Regions from separate parts of the Anas platyrhynchos genome. Here region 1 is linked to region 2. Evidence: chromatin contacts called from public Hi-C data. All regions are on one chromosome and are shown on one strand. The core of a region is the stretch at or near the end of the contact, and the rest is flanking DNA. Distances in the headings are between cores, read along the strand shown. Region 1 overlaps APBB2 (amyloid beta precursor protein binding family B member 2). Region 2 holds the start of APBB2 (amyloid beta precursor protein binding family B member 2).

Evidence for each region. Hi-C and Micro-C count contacts between places; a contact is called where the count stands out from the background.
Region 1: a contact with region 2 is called in a Hi-C map of liver, with 5 times the contacts expected there. The contact joins the enhancer-like site here to the promoter of APBB2 in region 2. A contact is called at or near these places in 5 of 8 Hi-C or Micro-C datasets (F1 follicle, F5 follicle, liver and 2 more).

The regions. Positions count from the first base shown.
Region 1 is chr4:55,449,224-55,454,619 of IASCAAS_PekinDuck_T2T, reverse strand. The region is part of intron 6 of APBB2 (amyloid beta precursor protein binding family B member 2); the gene reads right to left. Among named protein-coding and RNA genes, the nearest start is that of APBB2, 88 kb to the right of the region's middle. Within about 2 kb of position 1,424, at least 1 of the 8 cell types and tissues checked has an H3K27ac peak or open chromatin away from gene starts, as enhancers often do.
Region 2 is chr4:55,361,421-55,366,592 of IASCAAS_PekinDuck_T2T, reverse strand. APBB2 (amyloid beta precursor protein binding family B member 2) reads right to left here and starts at 3,085. Exons shown (of 18, transcript XM_072037680.1): 1 at 2,928-3,085.

The DNA of each region.
Region 1 (5,396 bases), core at 175-2,674, 90 kb before region 2:
TAGTTTTTTTTAAAAGACGATGTGATCTTTGTCCTGCTATGTAAATAATGAGCTACTACAGGCACACAAGGCGTTCAAAGCAGAGATGACTAATCTGAGGGAAGAGAGAGGAAAGCAGATTAGTCAACATTCAGCGGTAAGAAAAAAAGCATTAAACCCACTTGTTTGCAGGACCTGCCTGGCACCTTCTCTCTTTCAACCACCAAAACCCAAGCTGTTGACATAGGAACCAAAGCAGCAGCACAATAACAGAAGAAAACCAAGGGCAAGTGACTTGAGGAGAGAAAAAGCTACACTTTCTCAAGAGGGATGGAGATAGGCTTGGGGAATTATTGCTCAGAAACAGTTTTCCTGTTTAACAGGAGCCCATGAAACCATGGGGCAAGAAAGCCCCAACCTACAGCATCAGAGGATGTGCGTGCTCAGCCTGTAGGATCATGGAAGGATCTGGGGAAGAAAGCTTTGGGGTCCTGGAGGTATCTGTTGATAGTGGCTCTGGATGAGTATCCAGAACAGTACTGCCTGTCCTGAGTAAAAGGGAGATTTCAGGGGCTCTGCGAGGTCTCTGCAGAGAGGGAACACAGCCTGAGGACCAGAGGTGAAGCTGAGAAACCAGCCCCTCTGCTTGTGCTTGCAGGAGTTGTTACTAACAGCAGGAGCAGGGAAAAGTGCCTCAGAGACACCACGAGGAAACGTCCACGTGCTCCCTCCAGGAAAATGGACCAAAATAGGTAAGAATGGGAGGACTAAACCATTTGTTAACAGGAAATAGCCAGCCACAAAACACGCGGAGTCTGGCAAATGTAAGAATTGAGACTTGGGGGTGCCCTGCAGGGCTGTTGTGACAGAATCTGTGGTCCAAGAAGAAGCAAGCCATGATCTGGGAAGGCTCACCCCACCTGCAGGAAGGAGGAGGAGGAGGTCAGAGTGATGGTGGCACAGCAAGAGCACTGGGAATCAAGTGGGATGAGGATGGAGCACCTCAGCAAAGGCTGATGAATCACTGCTTGAAGGTGCTGTAGTGGGTTGCAAAAACTTCTGCATCACTTGATTCATTGCTTTCCTTCACTTGTTAAACTGTCTTCATCCTGAGAGAGCAGCACACAAACGAACACCCTTTGTTCACCAGCTTCGTGCTTAAATGAGACACAGCCCTAAATAACACGTGAACAAAATGCTCCACTACCTCAGAAGATTTCTGCTTCTAAATTCCAAGTGAAATCAGAATAATCTGCTCCTGTTTTAGCGAGTTACCCATGCATGTAAACACACTTTGTATATGACCAGGGTGAGGGGCTTTCTTGCTTAGCTGAAGTGCTAGTTTTTTTCCACTAGGTGGCAAAAGCTTTTGCTTGAAAAAAATAACAATAGGTCAGCACACAACAGAGCCTACCTCTGGCTTGCTCCAAATCCATGGCGAGCGTGCATTGTGCTGTGCCTCGAGAGATTATAAGCAACTAAATTCATCCAGACCAATACCTTCTGCCTCAGCAGCAAACCTGTAAGTGTGGTTTCGTGACTTAGCTTGCAGGGCTACAACAATCTGGCAGCAGCAGTTTGCACCTGCTTTTCTGATTTTTGGCACCATATCTCTCCTTCCTATACCTTTCCCCACAAGAGTGCTGCATGTGCTCCTGTGTTCTGGGTTCATATCCCATTTAACCACTTGTCATTGTTTTAAAAGGGGGATTTGCCTGATCTAAAGACAAAAAAAACAACAGCCATGTGAGAGAAGGGACTGCAGGACTCAGGCAGCAGGGTCCCCACAGGCCCCGCCACCCCAGCAGGCTCCCTGCCCAGCACACCCCAGCACAGGGAGAGCAATTCATGCACGCAGCGCCCAGCCTCTCCCACCCCCAGAAAATTCATCTGTCTCAGCAACGGCAGCCAACTCTTTGGCAGAGAAAGCAGGGAAACATCAGCTTGGTGGCACCTCTGAATTTATGTGCTTCTCTGCTAAAATACAGAGCCTGACTCTGTCTGATCAATGTGAATCCATATGTTAGCGTGCAGCTGTTCAGAGAAGAAACCATTAACGATTAAGGGTCCCTTCCAACTCAGGATATTCTATGATTCTATGATTTAATTTTGGGCAACGAACAAGTATAATCCGGGATAAATTCAGGCTGTAAGTGCTGACACAAAGAGCAGTTTTACACCGATGCCTTTCTGACTGCGAGAGGGGAAGCAGGCGCTGTGCAGAGGGACTGTGCGTGCTGCAGGCAGGGCAGCAAGCTCAGACGCCACAATTTTACAGATTTGTTCCAGCTGAGGGTAAGGAGCCTCGAGTTTAAGTCTGGTGGCATTAGCACATCTCTTCAATCTGAATGACAGTAAGAGCACGGAAGAAGGGATCCGCCACAGTCAGCGCTTTTTTCCCATTAGAATACGAACTGCAGAGAATAAAAAATGGCCTAAGAAGTAAGGTGCCAGGCAACCGATCATTTTCTTAATGTAAAATACGAGGAAGCCTGCCGAATTCAGGGGGGAACAAGGTGCAGAGCCAAAGGCAGGACTGCACTTCTCTGGAGAACGTATTGAATAAACACACTGACAGCCTGAAATTTTAAAGAAGCTCTCATTAGCGGGTTTTGTGCCTATCATTGGCTAATTAAGAGCCAGTCAAGTTGGCCACTGGCGCAGACACAATTCAGCTTGGCTAAAACCGCCTTCCTTTGACGGCTTCATTCACAGCCCTGTGCAAATGCCTTCAAAAACCCTCTTTTTCTGAATTTAATGATTCAATGAAAACAGAACATAAAATTGAATTACAACCGTGTTACTCTCTGAAATTAAATGTTTCTCTTGAAGAAAAAAGTAAAACCTGCAAGAAGAGCCGTTTCCTTCCTCCGGCACAAGGTCTGCACATCCCTCAGTCAACGTGGGTGCGTGGCAAATCGCGGCGGTTGTTCTAGAGCACCACAAAGTGTTGTATGAATGAATTTATCTTCATAGCAGCAGAAAGTGAGCTCCACTTTAAACACAGTGAACAGAGGTATGAGGAGAGGTCTGAGATACACGAAATAGCTTGCCCAGAGCCATGCCCAGGCTTTGTATGCCCAGCTGGGCCGCTGAGCTCCACCACAACCTCTCTCTCACTGCCTCTCCTCAATGTGAAAGGGAGAAAAAATACCATGGAAAGGGCTCAAGGGTTGAGATAAGGACAGGTAGACCACTTAAAAATTCTCTGCTCCTTCACGGTCACTCTCGGCTCTGCTCCCCATGGGGTCCCTCTCATGGATGCCGTCCTTCCCCAGCTGAGCCTGAGGGGGCTGCCCACCGGCAGCAGCTCCTCAAGCACTGCTCCCACACAGCTCCGTCCCACAGGGTCCATCCCCCAGGAGCAAACTGTCCCAGCACGGGTCCCCCACAGGCGGCAGCTCCCCCCCAGACGTCCTGCTACTGCGTGGGCTCCTCTCCACGGGCTGCAGCTCCGGCCCGGGGCCTGCTCCTGCGGGGGCTCTCCATGGGCCGCAGCCTCCTCCAGTCCAGAGGGAAGCCTGCTGGTAGAGCAAACGGGGCTACCACAGCCTCGAGGTTTAAGTATTTCCCCTCTCTACATCATTATATGCTTTCCATTAAAACTTTATTCATAGCATCCAGGTATCTTTAGGCATTAAAGCAAACTCAGAGAGATAAATCATCTCTGAAAGCATCCACCCAGCACAAGCAAAGTCATTATTTGCATTCTTGTATCTATTTCACGTCACCCCAGCGCTATAATTTTGTATTTATTTTTCATAGGGATGGATTTATGGACATCATTGAAGCTAGATTCAGTAATCCAGATTTAGGGAGACAGAACTGGTATCAGAGAGATAACCACCACCAAGAATTAGAAGAAAATACAGAAAAATAACTTGTGTCACAGACCATCCTGGCAAGTCTAACAAGAAATGGTAGCCAGGAACAAAGCTAACACATCAGCTGGAGTCTTATGCTGGACAAGCACTTGAGAGAAAAAAAAAAAAAGGGTGAATTCTGCAGAATCACAACAGAATTTCACTTGCAATTTGCACCTCCTGTTTTCTTGTTCGACGCAAGGTTTATCATCAAAACTCACTTTGAAAAACTGAGGACAAACTCTCCTTAAAGCTGCATATGTCCAGAACGTAACAACCATCAAAAGTCTTCTCCATTGTGAACCCAGAGCTAGAATCTCCTACCTTGCAAGAATGTAAAAATGACAAGATCGAGTAAAAACAATACACAAAATATCTCCAGCGTACAACATACCACAAGCCATTGAGACCTATTAGCACTATGGAAAAAACGCAGCTAATTGTCACAAACCATGAAAGATCGAGATATGCACGGGGAATAGCGTGGTCCTTCCCCAGCTAAAAACATTATCTGATCTTTGGTGGATATGCTGTAATTTGTGGATGTGCCAAAGAGCTGCAGGGGCTCTAGGGAAAGCCATGGTTGTGTAGGATGAGAAGTTTTCCCCTTCTGGATTTGTACTTACCTGGTTGATATAGAAAAACAAAAGACTGCCAAAAGGCCCTCCAGGACTAGGACACGCATGGCTTCAAGAGCAGCTTTTCCAATATGCAGCCTTCAGTTTCCTGACCAGATGGATTTCCAGGTCCTGGTTTTTATTAATTTCTCAAAGTTCCTTTACTGTTACCCTTCTGTTCTGCTACTTAAACTGCTCACATGCAGTGACAGGCAGTCAGTTACCTTCTGCCACTTGCAAGGACCAAGGTCACTGACAAGCTCTCTGAAAAGAGCAGCGTGGCATTACGTTAGGAAGGATGAGCAAGACAAAACCCTTATGCCTGCACTTTTTATGTAGAGTGGCACTATCACGGGACTAGTGCGCACACTTCCACACAGCCCATTATAAAAACGGGCACAGCAGAATGGGAAAAGCCATAAAGAGATAAATATAAAACTGCTTCTGCAGGCAGAGCCACGGAGCGTGGTAGGAGCCCGGAGGGACGGTGGGAGGAGGGCAGGATGTCACAGGAATCTGTAAAGCCACGAATGGTGTGAAGAAGGCAAGGATGGAAAGGAAATGAACAGTCGCTGTTATTTACTGCTTCCTACAGCAGTAAAGCAGGGTGCACCTAACGAAATTACCAGAGAGCAATTTTATAAGAGAGGGAAGTACTTCTTCATGCACCACGTAATTAAATTGCGGGACTCCTGGTCACAGGATGTTGTGTATGCCAGAAATACAAATGAGATCAAAAATGATTAAATAAATTCATGTTAGAAAGGTCTATCAAGAACAATTAAAGAAGATAATGTGAATGGCATACCAAGTCTGAAAGCCCTACATCCACTGACTGCTAAAAGTGGAAAGGATATAACAGCGGGAGGACTGCATTAGATAGCCCTGTTTTTTCTTGCTTTTTATTTTTTTTTCTCATAAATTTGTGCTACTGACC
Region 2 (5,172 bases), core at 1,836-4,335:
CTTCCTTTTTTATATTTATTGCATCTTCTGGAAGCTGTCACATACTTCTGACAGTCACAGGACCTATTACGCAGGATCTGCAGCTGGTTGTGTTTTGTGCTGCACACCATATTTTTAGAATGGCCTACAGACTTCTGTACGAGTCGGACTGCTATAACCACCACTCAAGATAACTCTCAGCTGTTCTGCCTAACAGCAAATGAAACAAACCCGCAGACAACTACATAAACTAGACTTGTCTTCAAAGTTACTTTCAAGCCCTCCAGCCGCAGCGTAGCTGGGAGCACTGGTCTCAATTCACACCATCTGGATCAGCTGTCCCCTCCCAACTCCTGCTTTTACAGGATTTAACAATTGCTTCAATCAAGAAACACTTTTTCTGCGGTTTATTTTGTAACCTGAAGAATAAACTCAAACAGCTGTGATACACAAACTAAAGAATAGTCTTTTGCACAATTTTCACAATGAAAAATAGACATTTCCCCATAATCAGATACTGCTGCAAGCCAATACAACATTTTGGAGGAAAGAAAACCTAAACTTGTAAAATATTTCAGGAAGCAGCCACTAAGCACATCACAATCCTTTCTAAGCAGCGATACAAACCATAAAGCGAGCATTTATTCCAATGTCAGTTCTGAATGTCAGATTTTTAAAATAAGAAACATTAACACAGAAAATCCATGCTCGGTTAACTCACACGTACAGAAAAGGTTTCCCTGAGTCACCGAGCCTCAGCTCTTAATGCCACAGAGCCAGGCACATGACACAAACTTCCTCAATATATCTTTAAGAGCCAGCCAGGGGTCTTGCTCCCACTTCTCCCCTTTGAAGGTCATTCCAGAACCTCACTCCATTTAGGGAAGAAACGAAATTCCAGCCGAAGTTTATTCATGCCAGTTTACATCCATTTGTTCTCGTGCCAACATTGTTCTTTAGTTTAAATAGCTCCTCTCTGTTTCTACTGTTTATATGCCTGCTGTATCTGCAGATTGCAATCGTATCCCCTCTCAGGCCTCATTTCCTAGGCTAGACGAGCCAGGCTTTCCTTGTCTCCTCTGGTGCGATTGTTTCTTTACCCCAGCCACTCTCTGCACCTGCTCCACCAGAAGCACAAGTGAGAAGATGTGCCTGATATTCCCTGGTGCTCCCACCCATCCCACCAGTCCTTCCTGCCAGTCTCCTGCCAAACACGCCCCACCATTTGTCACCTTCTCCGTGGCAGCAGGACAGCAGCAGTTTAGCAAGTAAGGAGCTAACGTGCCCTGCACATCTCCTCCTGCTCTGGTGTTCCCAGCAGCTGAGTTCACAGAATCACAGAATTGTCTAGGTTGGAAGAGACCTCAAGATCATCGAGTCCAACCTCTGACCTAACACTAACCAGTCCTCCACTAAACCATATCGCTAAGCTGTACACCTAAACATCTTTTCAAGACCTCCAGGGTTCCTCGCTTACAGCACAGGACAGAGGCAAAACCTTGTCTTTTACCCAAAGGAGACATATGGGTGGTATCATCTCTTTTCAGCATGAATTTCAAGTGGGATTGCACATCCTAGGTCAGAGCTTCTGAAAAGCATGGATCTGCCATCTGATGGAGATGCAATCAGTTGATTACCTACCATCACCTACCAACTACCAGGTTTCACTGTGGCCTTCTCCCAGCCTCTGCCTGCTGTAAGGATTTCTCACCAATCTCAAGCACTCACGTTCCTCCTAACCAGCTCCTCAAGTCACAACTCTCTTCAGCTCCAACGCTGCACCAGTCCTCACTACACCCCCCCAAGCATTTCCTAAGCACGTCACTGTCCCTCCTGACCAAGGGAACAGCAGAATCCACCCAGTGCCCCACCAAAAGCTATCATTTTTGCTCACTGGCTCCTTAGCTGCAAAACTGAAAACAACAACAATAACCCAGGCTTGCAAGTTGTGCATCCCCTCTGCTAAGAAATGCTTCCCACATCACTGCGACCCACTGCTTAGACCTTCTCCTTCATCACAGAGGATGAAGTTCACTTGGGCTGCCTCAGTGTTAAGAATGGTCACACATTTCTCGTAACATGCAACAAAACTGGTATTCTTCTTGAAGAGTCCTCTCCAAATCTTCTCTTAAACAACCAGGAAAAAAAGAAAAGCCCCAAAGCGCTCCATCAAACACTCACTGCTGCAAAGGAAGAGTCAAAACACCCATGCTTAGCTTGGCTGCTTTACAGAAAGAAGTTAACCAGCCAAGATTTTGCCACAAGGTCACCGCACGAGGATGTCTCCCCCTCCGAGTGCTCCAGCATCCGCACACACTCCAGCTGAACCTAGGCAGAAAACACTTCCAACCGCAAGGCAGCCAACTCGCTGGCGCTTTTGGAAAGCAGCAGAGCATCAGGCAGCAGGGTGGTGGCGTGTGGGATGCCGAAGGAGCCGGAGGGACCCGGTGAGAAGCCGCAGGGCACGGCACGCCCGCAGCCGGCCCCCGGGGCAGCGCCGCGCAGCGCATCCTGCCCAGAGCCCAACCCTGCACAGCCTGCGGCACGGCAGCAGCACAACTGCGCCCTGCAGGCGGTGTGGGCTGCAATATTTGGTGCTGGAGGGGCAAGACCACAAGGTTGAGCCCCAGCAGGACACCGCCAGCAAGCCCCCCCGCACCGCCTGACATTAACGCGGCTCCGCGCTGCGCCCCGAGGGCTGCTCCCCCCGGGCTCCCACCCGCACGGCCCCCGAGCAGCAGTAACCAGCGCTGAAATCGCGGAAAGCCCCGAAACCCACCCAAATTTCCCCAGGGGAAGGCTCCGGGGCTGCCCGGGAGCCCCGCACCGCCCCGTCCCCGCCGCGGGGAGCGCGCACCTGCCCTGCCCGCCGCACCGCGCCGCTCCCGAGGCGCCCAGAGCCCGCTGCGGGATGCAGCCAGCCCTCCGGAAACGCTTCCCAGCCTTACCCAGGAAACGATTCCGGCCGCCGGCCGCCACCGCCGCCCCTCCTCTTCTCTCCTCTCTCCTCCCGGCTCCTCTCCCTCCTCCCTGGCCGCCGCCCAGCGCCGCGGCTCGCAGGGGGCCGGCCGGGCGGGGCGGCGGCGGCGGAGGGCGCACAACATGGCGCCGCCGGTGCCTCAGGGCGGCCGGCTCACACCTGCGGCTCCGGGAGCGGCTCCCGGCCGCCAAGGAGCTTCCCCCCGGGGCTGAGGTGGCTTCCAGGGCAGCTTTCCCGACCCTCAGGGGTTAGGGGTCGTGTGGGGAGGCAGCGGTGGTTTGTGCTGCCCCCCGAGAGGAGGGAGAGGCAGGCGGCTGCTTGACAAAGGGAGCGCGCTGGGGGTGCTCCAGGCAGCCCTGTGATGGTGGGGGGGCTCCAAAGGCACCCAGCGCGCACAGGGGGAAAGGTCCAGGGTGTGCTCCCAGACGTGGAAAATGAGCAAAAGGACCAGTCCTGGAAACCTCGAGGCTTTAAGGCACCTGCAGAACAACAGGAGCAGGTTGCGAGTGAAGCCCTGGGCATGTCTTGAGAGGAAGGAGCAGGGGATCACAGCGACGTTGTGGGGAGTTAGTAGGGAGGCTTAAAAGAGCACACCTGTGAGAAGCTCCTTCTGTTTAAAGCCTTACCAAATACTTGGGGTTCTGTCCTTTCAACGTAAGCTTTTGAGGTTACAGGGGAAAAAACTATTCATTACCAAGGCAAAAATATTAAAATGACACAGTAGCTGAGTGGCAACTGCAGGCGGATCTTTCATTCTTCCACCTAACAATCTTACAAAGACTGGAAAAGCAGGTGCAAAACAATCACTAATAAAATACAGTGCCACATCAGAGTAACCGAAGATGCCCTAGGAGGTCAAAGAAGACTGTTACAATAATGAAATGGCCAGGCTGATTTTCTCTTAAATTAAAACACACTCAGCAATCCTATTAAGAGTGCCCAAGACCATTTCAAAATTTATTGCACCATTTCTAATGGTGAATCTATTTATCTAGAAAGGATGTGTTTTTTTCCTATGCATTTCCAGAACCTTCACTATTTTGTTCTCTGGGTTTATAACTATGCCCCTAACAGCAGAACTTGGATGGACTGACTATAATTATAGGGACAATTAAGATGAATAGGAATATAACATCTTTAATTAGAAATATTTGTGTTTTTAGCAGGTCATACTGACATCCATCAGCCTAAAGAACAGAAAAAAGAAAAAAAAAAAAGCAATTATGAGCACTACTGTGATGAACAAGAAGAAGCGACAATTAGACAAAGATGTCATAGTTCAGAGCAAAGCACTTGGAAATTATACTTAATCACTTAACATCTTACTCCTAAATTTATTCCTCTTGTTTACAGTGGTACTTGCATTTTTCTCAAATGTGGACATGATTTAGTCAAGATTTGTATAAAAAGAACAATACTTACTTATGCTAAGACTCACATTTTAATTTACTCTTTCAGATCCAGAACATCCAAATTTTGGTGGACATCCAAAGAAAGCCCTCCAAATAGTCCTAATTATCTGTGATAGAAATGTATCTTGATCAGCTCAGGAAGGACTGATGGCCTCCTGAGACATCCAAAGGTGATTCATCAAATTCCAATGTCTACAAATCAGGGTGCGTTCCTCTCCAAGAAAGCACATCATCCAGCAGCAGGGAAAGCCTTTATGCAGAGACTTTGAAGGCATAATGGAGCAGAACTCTCCCTGGAATTTGCACTTCATCTATAGGAGAGATGCAAGGCAACTGTTGGGTTACCCCAGATTATGAGTGAATAGCCTATTAATATGTTCTCCTGACATCAGTGGCCAAGCAAGACGGTCATAAATTCACGTTCCTTTGATGAGAAGTGTAAAAGCACTGCATTGTGGTTTTTGCTATGTGGTTAAAAATATGATTAACATTTAGTTATATGGTCTATATAATGCACTTTGGTTTGCAGTATAGTAAGCAGAGTCATAAAAATGAAGTGTTGAGGAAACTAAATACGGAATTTCATATACATCCTAAATGGACAGCAGCTCAATACACTCAGACTTCTCTGAAACGTTTCCATGTGGATATACTGCTTGCATAGGCTCGGCCAGTCTCATCAAATATAGATCTCTTGTTTTAGAGCAATCTGATGTGTTAACTTTCTGAGTACAATGAAATGGCTCCTGCAGTTGCTGCAAGGTACTGATACAAAGCCCTTACTACCTCTTTTTGTAAGCC